Linked DNA regions of Mus musculus: region 1 is linked to region 2. A link is a contact called in public Hi-C data. All regions are on one chromosome and are shown on one strand. Each heading gives the region's core, a stretch centred on a gene start, on an enhancer-like site or on the middle of the called end of the contact. The rest is flanking DNA. Distances are from core to core; before and after follow the strand shown. Region 1 overlaps Xkr6 (X-linked Kx blood group related 6). Region 2 has its middle 24 kb from the start of Gm17232.

What was found. Hi-C and Micro-C count contacts between places; a contact is called where the count stands out from the background.
Region 1: a contact with region 2 is called in a Hi-C map of cerebellum, with 1.9 times the contacts expected there. The contact joins two enhancer-like sites. A contact is called at or near these places in 11 of 484 Hi-C or Micro-C datasets (the BV-2 cell line, the G1E-ER4 cell line, the P5424 cell line and 2 more), 1 of 115 datasets of contacts at active chromatin or transcription factors (embryonic stem cells) and 3 of 9 other capture datasets (embryonic stem cells, liver and pancreatic islet).

What each region holds. Positions count from the first base shown.
Region 1 is chr14:63,793,220-63,799,110 of GRCm38.p6, reverse strand. Xkr6 (X-linked Kx blood group related 6) reads right to left here. Exons shown (of 3, transcript NM_173393.2): 2 at 708-904. Among named protein-coding and RNA genes, the nearest start is that of Gm41175, 30 kb to the left of the region's middle. Within about 2 kb of position 4,075, at least 16 of the 459 cell types and tissues checked have an H3K27ac peak or open chromatin away from gene starts, as enhancers often do. A contact at or near this core is called in cerebellum, where this site is marked.
Region 2 is chr14:63,467,246-63,472,986 of GRCm38.p6, reverse strand. No RefSeq gene overlaps it. Among named protein-coding and RNA genes, the nearest start is that of Gm17232, 24 kb to the left of the region's middle. Within about 2 kb of position 1,731, at least 36 of the 459 cell types and tissues checked have an H3K27ac peak or open chromatin away from gene starts, as enhancers often do. A contact at or near this core is called in cerebellum, where this site is marked.

The sequences.
Region 1 (5,891 bases), core at 2,826-5,325, 320 kb before region 2:
TAATATGTGCACTGTAGGCCAGGCTACCCATTAGCTCTTAAGCAAGACCAGTGCAGTATAACCTTGGCATCCCAGAACCCAAGAGCCTTCCTACCACAAAGCCTGAATGCCTAGGCAGTGCTCTGTGGCTTCTGAGGCCCCGTGGAGACTACCCGAGGCCACACTGCGAAGTACAGGGTCCCTTAGTATGTGTTCATCAGAGCAACAACCACTTCCGCCTATCTTTGCAAGTGAGCTGAGGCATCTATATGCACTGGAAGCAAGAGCCCAGAGTTTAAAATGCTCCAAACCAGAAGTAAAACATGGCACAATTCAGTCTCATGGGCACATGCCATCTTTAGACCTCATCATCCCCATTCCACAGATGTAGAAACACCAGGGCCCTGGGCAAGCCAAGGGGGTCTCACACTGGATTAGGTGGACCAGGACCCTGAACCACTAAGGGCAGGCTGGATCTGCTAGAGGCAGACTGGCTCTGCTGCCCAGGGACACATGGAAACCCTGCTCTTATGAACATAGTGGCCCAGGAGCAGGGATGCCAAGAGGGCTGGGTCTGGACATCTGAACTTAGAGCCAGGACCCCTAGGCCATGTCGGCAAATGAGGCCGCTGGGCGGGGCGGGGGTGGGGCGATGAGGCCGCTGTGGCGGGGGTGGGGGTGGGGGTGGGGGGGCGGCCTCGCAGGGGCAGTGGCAGGAAGGCACTCACAGGGCAGCGTCTCTGCACTGTTCTTCTGGATCATTATGCAGAGCTGTAGCACCAGTTGGGGGGCGCTCTCCAGAAAGGTCTCCAGGAGGCGCAGCATGTTGACATCTGCATATTCGTACATCATAGCCCAGTAGAAGCGCCGCTGGTGTTCCTTCTGCCGCTGGCTCTGAATCCCCAGGTACATGGTGCGGATATACCTGTGGGGAGACACGGGACAGAACACATGTGTGAGTAGGGCTTGGGGCGGGTATAGAAGGACCACAACCAGCCCCCTAACGCCCAAACTTCCTGTATTGGCATTCCCCCAACTTCCTTCAGAAGCCCCCAGGGTCTTGGATGGGATTTGGGCTCAAAAGGATAATGTGGTGAGGCATGAAGTTCCAGCCCTTGGAGGGAGCTGGCCCAATGAGGGACCCCAAACCAGTTCTTCCCATCCTGGCTTCCACTTATACATAGAGGAAATGAAAGCATTGCTCAAATGAGGCTCCAGGCCCATCAAATAAGCATTTCAGATGAGCTGGGGTACAGGATTAGGGTGGAGGTAGGAGACAGTCCAGTAGAGTTGGCACTTCAGTTACTCTAGAGAGGAAAGAGACTGGCTTGTGATGCTCTGAAGTGCCACTCATTGGCTGGCCATACCCACCTGGGGAGGGCGTAGCATGCTCCTGTAGGGACCAGTTGGGCCTCTGAAAGGCTACCTCTCTCTCCTGCATAGGCTCAGATGGCCAAATGAAGAGGAGAGTCGAGCACTGGCTCCAGGTCACTGGCCAACAAGGCCGAGATATACCTGATAGACATCAAGGAGACCTAGAGACTATCAGGGAGGCTATGTGCCAGGGCAGTCACAAATCTACTGATCCCTCTCTCTCAAGAAGACATCCAGACTCTGTGGGGAGCCACAAGAGCCCAAGGAAGCAGGTCTAGTTGGGGAGCCTAGGTTAGCAGGTCGGCACTGAGAACTGTGTGATGTGGATGTTGGCTCAGTGTACCAGGCCCTCCTCTGCAGTGAGGGGGCCTCACACAGTGGGTACTGAGCACACATGTGTAGAAGGCTCTCTTCCTGTGTGAGCCTCACTGCCACCAGAAATATGCGGAGCTGTGTCTCCAAGTGATGTAAGCAATAGTCCAGCTATGGGTGGGATCCAGGATGTAGGAAGGGGCCAGGATATAGGCAGACTTGTTTGGGTAGGGTCCTGTCCAAACACAAGGGTCAGAAGCACAACTCTGTAGGTCAGGATCAAGAATGGACCCATGCACACAGTGACACATATTCCTGAGCTGGAACTGTACAGACAGGGCACAGGGCTGACAACCCTCACAAGGCTCAGTGGCCCTCAGGCACTGCTCACTCGAGTCTGCTGGACAATCCTCTCGACCCTCTCCACAGCATTGACATCGGCCCCTCCTCACTGGCGCACGCTGCCCACTCCTGCCCCATGAGAACTCTTCCTCACAAGACAGCCAGTGTTCTTGGAAGGTTCTAAGGTACAGGCAGCTTCTCCCCTCTGAAGCCAGTTTCCCAGTGCTCAGAATAATCTCCCCAGCCCTCCTCGGGTGTCAGGGCCTCACCTCATCTCCAGTATCTCAACAGCAGTCCTGTTCTCCCAGACCCTCTTCCTCATCTGTCTTCCTTGCCTCCCCTTGGAGCACAGGAGCCCTGTGTGCGTGGAGACCAGCTGACGGCACCCTGATATATCTCCCTGCAGGGGTCAGTGCCTGTGGAAGAAGCAGGCTGGGAAGGCCTGTTCTCTGGGGCTGAGGACTCCAGGCAGGACCACATACTCACAACACCTTAACGGCAGGGGAGGACCCTGGGAGGAGCCACTGTCTTCCTAGTGGTGGGAGGGGATGAAGCAGCCAACTCTGAGTGATGCTTCAGGAAACAGAGCAGCTGCATGTCTGGCGGAGCAGTGGTAGCTGCGTATCTCATCAACCAGCAGTATTCCCTGGCTCAAACTCAGCCCGACTCAGATGCAGTGGCCCACAACAGAGAGGCCCGTGACGCCCCCCCCCCCCCTCGCTCAACTATGCTCAGAACACAGTTCTGCCTCTCGGCTCTCAGGAGTGGCCCACGTGCTGTATCCGCGAGTACCAGAGACAGTCTGGCCATCGCGGGTAACAATGCCAGCATCCGCTTCACTCCTTCTGTACCAAGGTGCAGAAAGAAACCCCCTCTGTCCAGGGAGGCGGGAGGAAAGCCAGAACCTGTCCCCTGGGTCAAGACGCCTAGGCTTGGATGTCACACCTTCTGGTAGTCAGCACCCCACGGCCTCTGCCCTGGGATGAGAGCAAAGAGAGTGGAGCTTGGGACTTCCAAACACTCACTGGGCAAATGTGGTCCTCCCTTCCCCAGCTCTAAATTTTTGAAACAGGGTCTCATATATCTCAGGCTGGTCTTGAACTTGCTACGTAGACAAAATAAGCTTGAACTTCTCATGCTCCGTTTCCTGAGTACTGTGGCTACTCTCTCTTCCATCTTTTAGTCTTGGTCTCCAGTTAGTAACAGAGGGATGTTTGTTTGCTGGCTTGTAATAAACTAGTTCTGGATACAGACATAGCCTAGCTCACTTGATAGACCAGGAGGCCAAGACAAGAGTCTAAACTGATTTGTCTCCATCATTCTGGGAAAGTGTGTGTGTGTGTGTGTGTGTGTGTGTGTGTGTGTGTGTGTGTAGGGGCCCCTAAATCTATACGACAGTGTTCTGAACCTGCCTTGTAAAGTGGCCCTCTCAGTACGGGGCCAGACACTTTCTCTAGTGTGCAGGGCCCTGATGGCTCTTGGAAGCATGGATCAGGCCATCGCCCAGAGCAGATGGGATGCCACATTCTTCACTGAGCTGCATAGATTTTACCTCCCTATCAGTCCCAGGAGGTTTAGGGAATGAGCCGGTGACAGGACGCCACATCTTTCCCCTGAGTCCTTGAGGCGTTCCAAGCCTTGGGATCAGAGATAGATCCCCCTTCAGCTTTTTGGACTGCCTATCTCCTGTGCAGGTGTCTTCCTCCCGTGACCACAAGGTGGCGCCAAACCCTAAGCGTCGCAAAAAGGAGGCGCCACACCGGTGATCTCATACCTTAGGGCCTGCTCCCTCCTATGCGGCAGTGCTGGATGCAGGGGCCACCTGCTAGCTGCAGTGCATGTTGGTCAATTTGTACCGGGGTTCCAACTGAAGGCATGGTGAGTGCCGAGTTCTCCCCTACTGAGAAAGCTGGACCAGGAAGGCAGCCCAGGAGAGAAGACGCCCACCGGGCTGTTCCTGGATTTACTATCTCCTCTTCTTATGTCACCTCCTGTCACCCTGTGTCTCCTCTAGGAGTACCAGATCTCACAACAATCAGTGTAAGAGCCAGGAGATTGCAGTTGCCTGAACACGGAAGGGCTGCGTGGCCGCTAAGCGGATCTCTTCCCTAGGCTCCACCCTCACCCCAACCCCTATCGTTATCCTCCCCTACCCTAGGTTTACACACAAGAGAAGGTTTGAACTCGTGCCAGTACTTTATGTCATTGTTTTCTCAAGTGTGGCTTCACGGTGTTCAAAGTATGGCACACACTTTACACATGGTAACCTGCATTTGAGTGTGCGGAAAGGTTCTGAGCAATCGTTTTGAGTTAGTGAGTGGAGAGCATGAAGTCACTTAATCCTCGCAACAAGGGGTCTGCAGCAACCCCTCACCTCACAGATTGCCAACTGGAGCTCTGAGGCAAAGGCGTGCTCCTCAGTTTACCCAGCTGCATAAATAACTGAGTGGAATACCACGCCACACCCGGGCAGTCTGGCTTTGGGTCCAGACCTGCACAGCTCTCAGGCAGACCATTTGTCTCTTTCTCTCGAGCACAGTCCACATTGTTCTGATCGTTACAATCTGCCTATCCTCTGAGGCCTGGTTTCCTATCTATAAGATGCCTGTTCTAGAGTAGGGCCCCAGGAGAAGCTAAGTAATGAATGCACACCATCTTGCCCCCCCCCACACACACACAAAGGGCCATGAAAGCCTGGATTGTAAAGTCTCTATGAAAACAAGGGAGTGCACCAGGTAGGTGGCTGCTGACTAGGTGTGCACCTCCCCCTGACTTTAGCTCCCATGGCTATGGGAATTGTCTTGATTGTTTATTAGTGTAGGCCACTATAGGTGGAAGTATTCCCTAGGCGGGTGGTGCCGGGCTGTATAAGAAGACCAGCTATCCAGGAGCCGCTAGCAGCATTCCTCCATGACTTCTGCTTCAAGTTTCTGCCTAAGTTCCTATCTTCACTTCCCTCAGTAATGGACTGTGACCTGGAAGTGTAAGCCAATAAACTTATTCCTCCCCGAAGTTGCTTTTGGTTAAAGTGCATAATCATAGCAATACAGATGAGACTAGTATACAAGTCAAATCCAATAATATATTATCTTATCTAGCCATATAATATACATACCATATATATTATATATATAGAGATATACATATATTATATATACATATACATCCATATATATATGGTACACCAAAGCCAGAGCCAGATGGAGTTTATCATAACATGGAAGGCTGGTTCCATTTTTCAAATTCAATGAATGCAAACTCTGTCATTAGCAAAACTCACGCAGCACATTAACCCAGGCAGAAAATGTCTTTGACAGAATCCAACAACTATTCATAATAAAAACACACAGCAAGCAAAACCTGGAGCAAAACTTCCAGAATCTTATGAAGATGCCGGACACTAATAAACCCACACCATAACACCACGCATAATGGTAAAGGCTGAATGTTTCTGTCGGAAGACCAGGGGCAAAGCCAATGGTGTCCACTCTCACCCTCATCCCACCTCATGATGGGAGGAGCAGCCGGGTCACCAGCGCAAGACGGTGAACTGTAAACAGAAGATACAAACAGATCGCAGAGGGAGTACACCCATCTCTAGCTGGCAGAGGCTTAGGCTGAAGATCTAACAGCTGGCACAGGCCCACGTGTAGGACGGACGTGGAAACACCTTAAGAACAAGGTGAACAGACAGAAATCAATACTGTTTCTGTAGCTAACTTATGGATAGCTGAAAATTCAAAATAGAAATTCCATTTATATACTCCAAAATGAAATGATTAGATATAAATCTAATAAGGTGTGCAAGATTTGTATAATGAAGGTAAAAGATGTTCAGAGAAACCAAAGACATACCCATACCACAGTCATGTGTATGACTTAGA
Region 2 (5,741 bases), core at 482-2,981:
TTTCACCAATGGCCTTCCATGGCCTCTCACAGTGCCAAGCCTCAGCTGCTCTGCTCAACTCCTTCATGCCTTCAAAACCAACCAGTACCACCTGGGTGACCCTTACACATTACCAAGTCTAGCCACAGCACAATGTACAACGTTGGCTATATCTGGAACACAGCCACTGTGCTCTCAGAAAACACTTCCCAGAAGATGTCACCTCAATGATGCTGGTCTCTTCTTAATCACCGCTAATTTCTTAGCTCCGGCTAACCAGCATCAATAGTCCCAGTAATGCAAAGTTTTTGCTTTAGTAGTTCTGGTATCTTGTTAATCACAGCTGATTCTTCAGCCCCAGCTAACCAGAACTACAGAATCTTCACAATCAAAACAACAATGGCCCTCAAAAGAGTCTTTAATTTTCCCTCTGAAATTTCACAACCCAGGCCTCCATCTTCTGCACTGTCCTCAACATTATCTTCCAAGCTCCTACAAAACATCTGACAGAGCTCTTAACAACGAATGGATCTTCAAGCCCAAAGTTCCAAAGTCCTTCCACAGACCTCCCCAAAACATGGTCAGGTTGTCACAGAAATACCCCACTCTGCTGGTACCAATTTGTCTTAGTCAGGGTTTCTATTCCTGCACAAACATCATGACCAAGAAGCAAGTTGGGGAGGAAAGGGTTTATTCGGCTTACATTTCCATACTGCTGTTGATCACCAAAGGATGCAGGACTGGAACTCAAGCAGGTCAGAAAGCAGGAGCTGATGCAGAGGCCATGGAGGGATGTTCTTTACTGGCTTGCTTCACCTGGCTTGCTCAGCCTGCTCTCTTATAAAACCCAAGACTACCAGCCCAGAGATGGTCCCACCCACAAGGGGCCTTTCCCCCTTGATCACTAATTGAGAAAATGCCTTACAGTTGGATCTCATGGAGGCATTTCCTCAACTGAAGCTCCTTTCTCTGTGATAACTCCAGCGGTGTCAAGTTGACACAAAACTAGCCAGTACAATATATATGTGTATGTGTGCATGCATGCATTTTTACTTTACTTTTAAAAGTATTTCATGTCTTACTGGGAGCATACCATGGCACATGTATGGAGGTTAGAGGATAACTTATGGGGGCGGGGTTCTCTCCTCCCGACATGTGGGTCCTGGGGATTGGACTTAGGTCATTAGGCTCTGCCAACGGTGCATTTACCCTCTGAGCCATCTGTCCAGCCCAGATAGGTGTTTTTGAAGTTTTGGAAAGGTGCATAAAAGACTAAGGCTACAGTTTACCTAGGGAAGTGTGGGAACTGGGCAGATGGAACTCCAAGCGTGTGTAACTTCTGTCACAGTGTCCTTTAATTAATGCTCTGTTTCCATATGAATCTTTCTCAGAAATTCCACACTGCTTATGGAAAAGCAGAAATAAAAAGGATGGACACTGTGTATCTGTTTGGTGTTAGGTACCTGGCTCAGGACCTCAAAGAGACTTGTAGAGTAAGAACCTTTCGGCTAGACCAAAAGGTTTCAGAGAGAGAGAGAGAGGAAGGAGAGAGAGAATATGAATTTATAGAGTTTTAATTCTGACAGATTAGAGATTTCATGCTTGGTCCATGGAGAAGAACATCAAAATGTGCATTATTCTAACAAATAGCAAATTCTGACAATCAAAGATGCCAAGGAAACTCAGTTAAGTGCACACACAAATGTATTCTATAGTTTTCCAGCAGAGGGCACCTTAGGCTCTACTAACTGCGGTGGGTGGCAGGCCAGCAGTCTGAAAGCCATTTGTTGGCAGACTTGTTTTCTTAGACCTTCTCTGCTGTGGTTTGAGTAAGGAACATATGGAGGTGGGAAGCCAGAGGGTAGAGCTTAGGAAAGAAGCCAGGAGACTCCAGCTCATCACTAGCTCTGCCACTGGCTGACTGTTAATGAGCCAATAGTGTTGGGTTTCAATTCAGAGGAGAGAGTTACGCTCCAGCCACCGCTTTATAGCCCACTGGTGCTGACAGCACACATTGCTACAATAGCTACGTCCCAGCAATTCCGCGGAATCAGTATAGAGCCATGGCTTTACATGCTGTACCTCCAAGCCCCAGGGAAATTCACTGCCTTCTAGAAATACCAGTGACTGTCATCTTTTAAACAGAAGCTTCTTTTGCTTAAAAAAATAAATCAACGTGTGCCTCCTGGATGCCCTGGCACACTGCTATGGTGATAGCTTTAGCTTCTTGTTCCTGAGATGGGCAGCTGTGGAGGTCAGGGTGGTTGTGATCAGGGGAGGAGTATTAAAGGTGATACTGTGAGTCCCATTGGGCCCCCTGAAGATTAGGGCTGGGGAGATGACCTTCTGGGGGCTAGGTTAGAAGGATGAGCAGGGGCCGAGGGTGTCTCTGGCAGAAGCTGAGGTGTGGCTTCACAGGGACAACAGGTGATGGACAAGCCTCTCTAACTGGTGGAGCCCATAGACCTGGGGGTGTTCTGCTAGGCAGCTGGCTCTACGATGCACTACTGTTTGAGCCTCCAGCTCAGAAGCTACTATCTTAGGCCCTGTTCTTAGAATTGGCCAAAACAATTATTTACAGGAGGGAGGGGAGATGGGAGAGCAGGCAGGAAAGCCTAGTCCATGGTCTGAGATTCAGAGCCAACACTGTAAGAAGGTGCACACCTTAAATCGAAGCTTTCAGAAGGAATGAGAGAGTTCCAGGATTACACAGAGAAATCCTGTCATGGGGGAGGGGCAGGGAAGCTCCCTCGATCCCTTGGATTTTCTTGTTCCTACTCTTCCACCACCTCACTCTTCCATATTCTCTGTCCCTTCCAATCTTTTCCTTTCTCTCTCTCTCTTTTTTTCCTATCTTGTGTTTTCTGGGGTTTCTTGCAGGGGCCGCTCTGTTGAGCTTAGCTCTGAGCAGAAGAGCAGGGACTCAGCTTTTACTGGGAGGGTGACTGACATGCAGACGCCTCCTGCTGTGGTCAAATAGAATGTGGTTGGGCCATCTCCCAGAAGAAAGGCCGCCTTGGCTCCTGTCCCATCTAGCACCACCAAGGAGCACAGCAGGCACAATCCACTACCAGGGCTACAGACAAAAGCTGGCCGCCTACTTGCTTGATTTTGTGGGTTTCAGCCAAAAGGTTTGTGGTCCTCCCGAAGTATGTATCATATAATGAATTGCTGTACCCAATGTCACGCACATTTAAATTTCATGGAAGAAGTTAATGACACCGGCAGAAGTTGTGATCTTTTCTTCTCACACCAACCACATTGTCCTGCTGCCTGCCGTTTGGCACACGTCCTTTGACTAAAGAGTCCTCATGGCAAAAAAAGAGTCCCTGTGGGTGATGGAAGACTCTGGGTCTGCTCCCGGGCTGAGGGTCCCTCCTTAACAACTTGGTTGCTAATGGTCATGGGCTTGGTTACCTATGTACTTCCCTCAGAGGTCATGCTGGTCCTTACTTAGGACTTTGTCTTAGTCAGGGTTTCTATTCCTGTACAAACATCATGACCAAGAAACAAGTTGGGGAGGAAAGGGTTTATTCAGCTTACACTTCCATGCTGCTGTTCATCACCAAGGAAGTCAGGGCTGGAACTCAAGCAGGTCAGGAAGCAGGAGCTGATGCAGAGGCCATGGAGGGATGTTCTTTACTGGCTTGCCTCCCCTGGCTTGCTCAGCCTGCTCTCTTATAGAACCAAGACTGCCAGCCCCGAGATGGTCCTACCCACAAGGGGCCTTTCCCCCTTGATCACTAATTGAGAAAATGCCTTACAGCTGGATCTCCTGGAGGCATTTCCTCAACTGAAGCTCCTTTTTCTGTGATAACTCCAGCCTGTGTCAAGTTGACACAGAACTAGCTGGTACGGACTTGTTCCAGCCCAAATACTCGTGAGAAGTGACCCAGCTTACCCCCAGGTGGACAGCTGAAGGGTGGGGAGTGGGAGGGAAGAAGAGAGGCCAGAGAGGAGAAGCAGATGTACTATTTTTTTTTTTTTGGTTGATCTGGTGTCTAGTGTCATTTCTGTTGCTCTGATGAGCACAAGGAACCCAGAGGAGTAATGGCCCATCTGTCTTACAGCTCCAGGTCACAGTCTGTCATTTTGTGGAAGTCAAGGCAGGATCCCGAGCAACTGACCACAACATATCACAGTCATGAGCGGAGAGAAGTGAGCGCATCGGTGCTGTCTGCTTGCTTTGCTAACTTTCTACTGTCCAATAGCTCAGGACCCCTCACCTCTCACAACGAGCTGGGTCTTCCTACATTAACAAGCAAGACCATCCTCCTAGAGATGTGCCAATAGACCAACCTGGAAAAAAAAATCAGTTACTCTATGAGGCTATCAGGTGAGTCAGATTGATCGTTAAAACTAATCACCACAGGTGTTATCACAAGTACTGCAGAGTGGGTGGCTCAAACAGTAACCCCTGTTGTCATGATTCTGAAAACCAGAAGTCTGATTGTGAGCAGCAGGACTGGCCCCTCCCAAGGCTTCTCTTCCTGGGTTTGCAATGGCCATCTTAGCCTGTGTCTTCACATGACCTCCCTCTGTGTGTCTGTGTCCTAGTCACCTTTGAGAAATAAAGATACCAGCTATGTGCTTATGACTTCATCTTAACCCACAAAGACCTCATTTCCAGATACATTGGCCAGAGAAGCTTGCTCATCACTGTTGTCCCTGTGAGGTGACACCCCAGGGAGAAGAGTTCTAGGAATCACTTCCACTGGCGGCCTGGTCTTCCCTGACTCCCCGGCTCAGATCTTCCTACGGTTCCAGAAGCTCTCAGTCCTCACCCCTCTCCCTTCCCCTTCCTGGAAGGCTCAGAGTAGCTTCTCCTTTCCCAACCAAGTTCTTGATCCATCTAGGTGGGCAAGTGGAGAAGCATGTGTCCCAATACTAGTCTCTTGCAATCCTTCCAAACGAGGCTTGGCCAGGCGTGACTTTGTAAGACACTCTCAAGGTCTGGCTTGGCGTTGTGATCATTTTCTCTGGAGACTTATCACCTTCCTTGGCAAGTCTTCCTACCTGAGTGCCTCTTCATCCCTGAAGGGAGTGAGAAGCAGGCATCGTGGGACCCTTCTGTCTAACAGATGGCTTAGGAACATTTCGAGAAGCCAAGCCTCTAGAGTCTTGCGCCATCCATGGCTGGTAGAAACCACTCGTGGCAGGACTCACTTCCTTGTGGCAAGTGAGGTGGCCACTTCCAGGGCTTTTATGCTCTTCTGAGGTTTCCCTTCCTCCAGGATCTCCCTGTAGGCTGGGCTATGTAGTCATTTGCTTTGTGCCTAGGAACAGGGTATTTAATAATGTAGCCTTCTATTGGATCAGCTCACACCAGATAGGGCCTGGGGCCTGGGGCCTGGGGCCTGCCTGTACTGCCCAAGTGGCTCAGCTGCATATCATTTCCCTCAGAGTAGCAGCAGCTCAGCCTTCCCCCAAGCCAGTCCAATCACAGGCAGCAGGGTTCTGATGTGGACAGTGAACAGGAGGGGAATCCTCTGTATTCACTAAGAAGCAGGAAAGGCAGGGGAATCAATTCCCATTCTCCCGGCATCCAGATGGGCTGTGACATTCAGGGTCTGGAATGTGGAAGCTGTAGGTTGGGCTGGTGACAAAGCTCCCAGAGCACACTGGGGCAGTTGGCCCAACCTAATGAAGCCACAGCTGGCCCTCTGAACAAAGGGCTGTGTCACTTCTGAGAGGTCACATCCACATTCCTCAGTTTGGTCAGCACCTTGGAGCATCTCTGTTCCTCTACTTCCCTGTGTGGA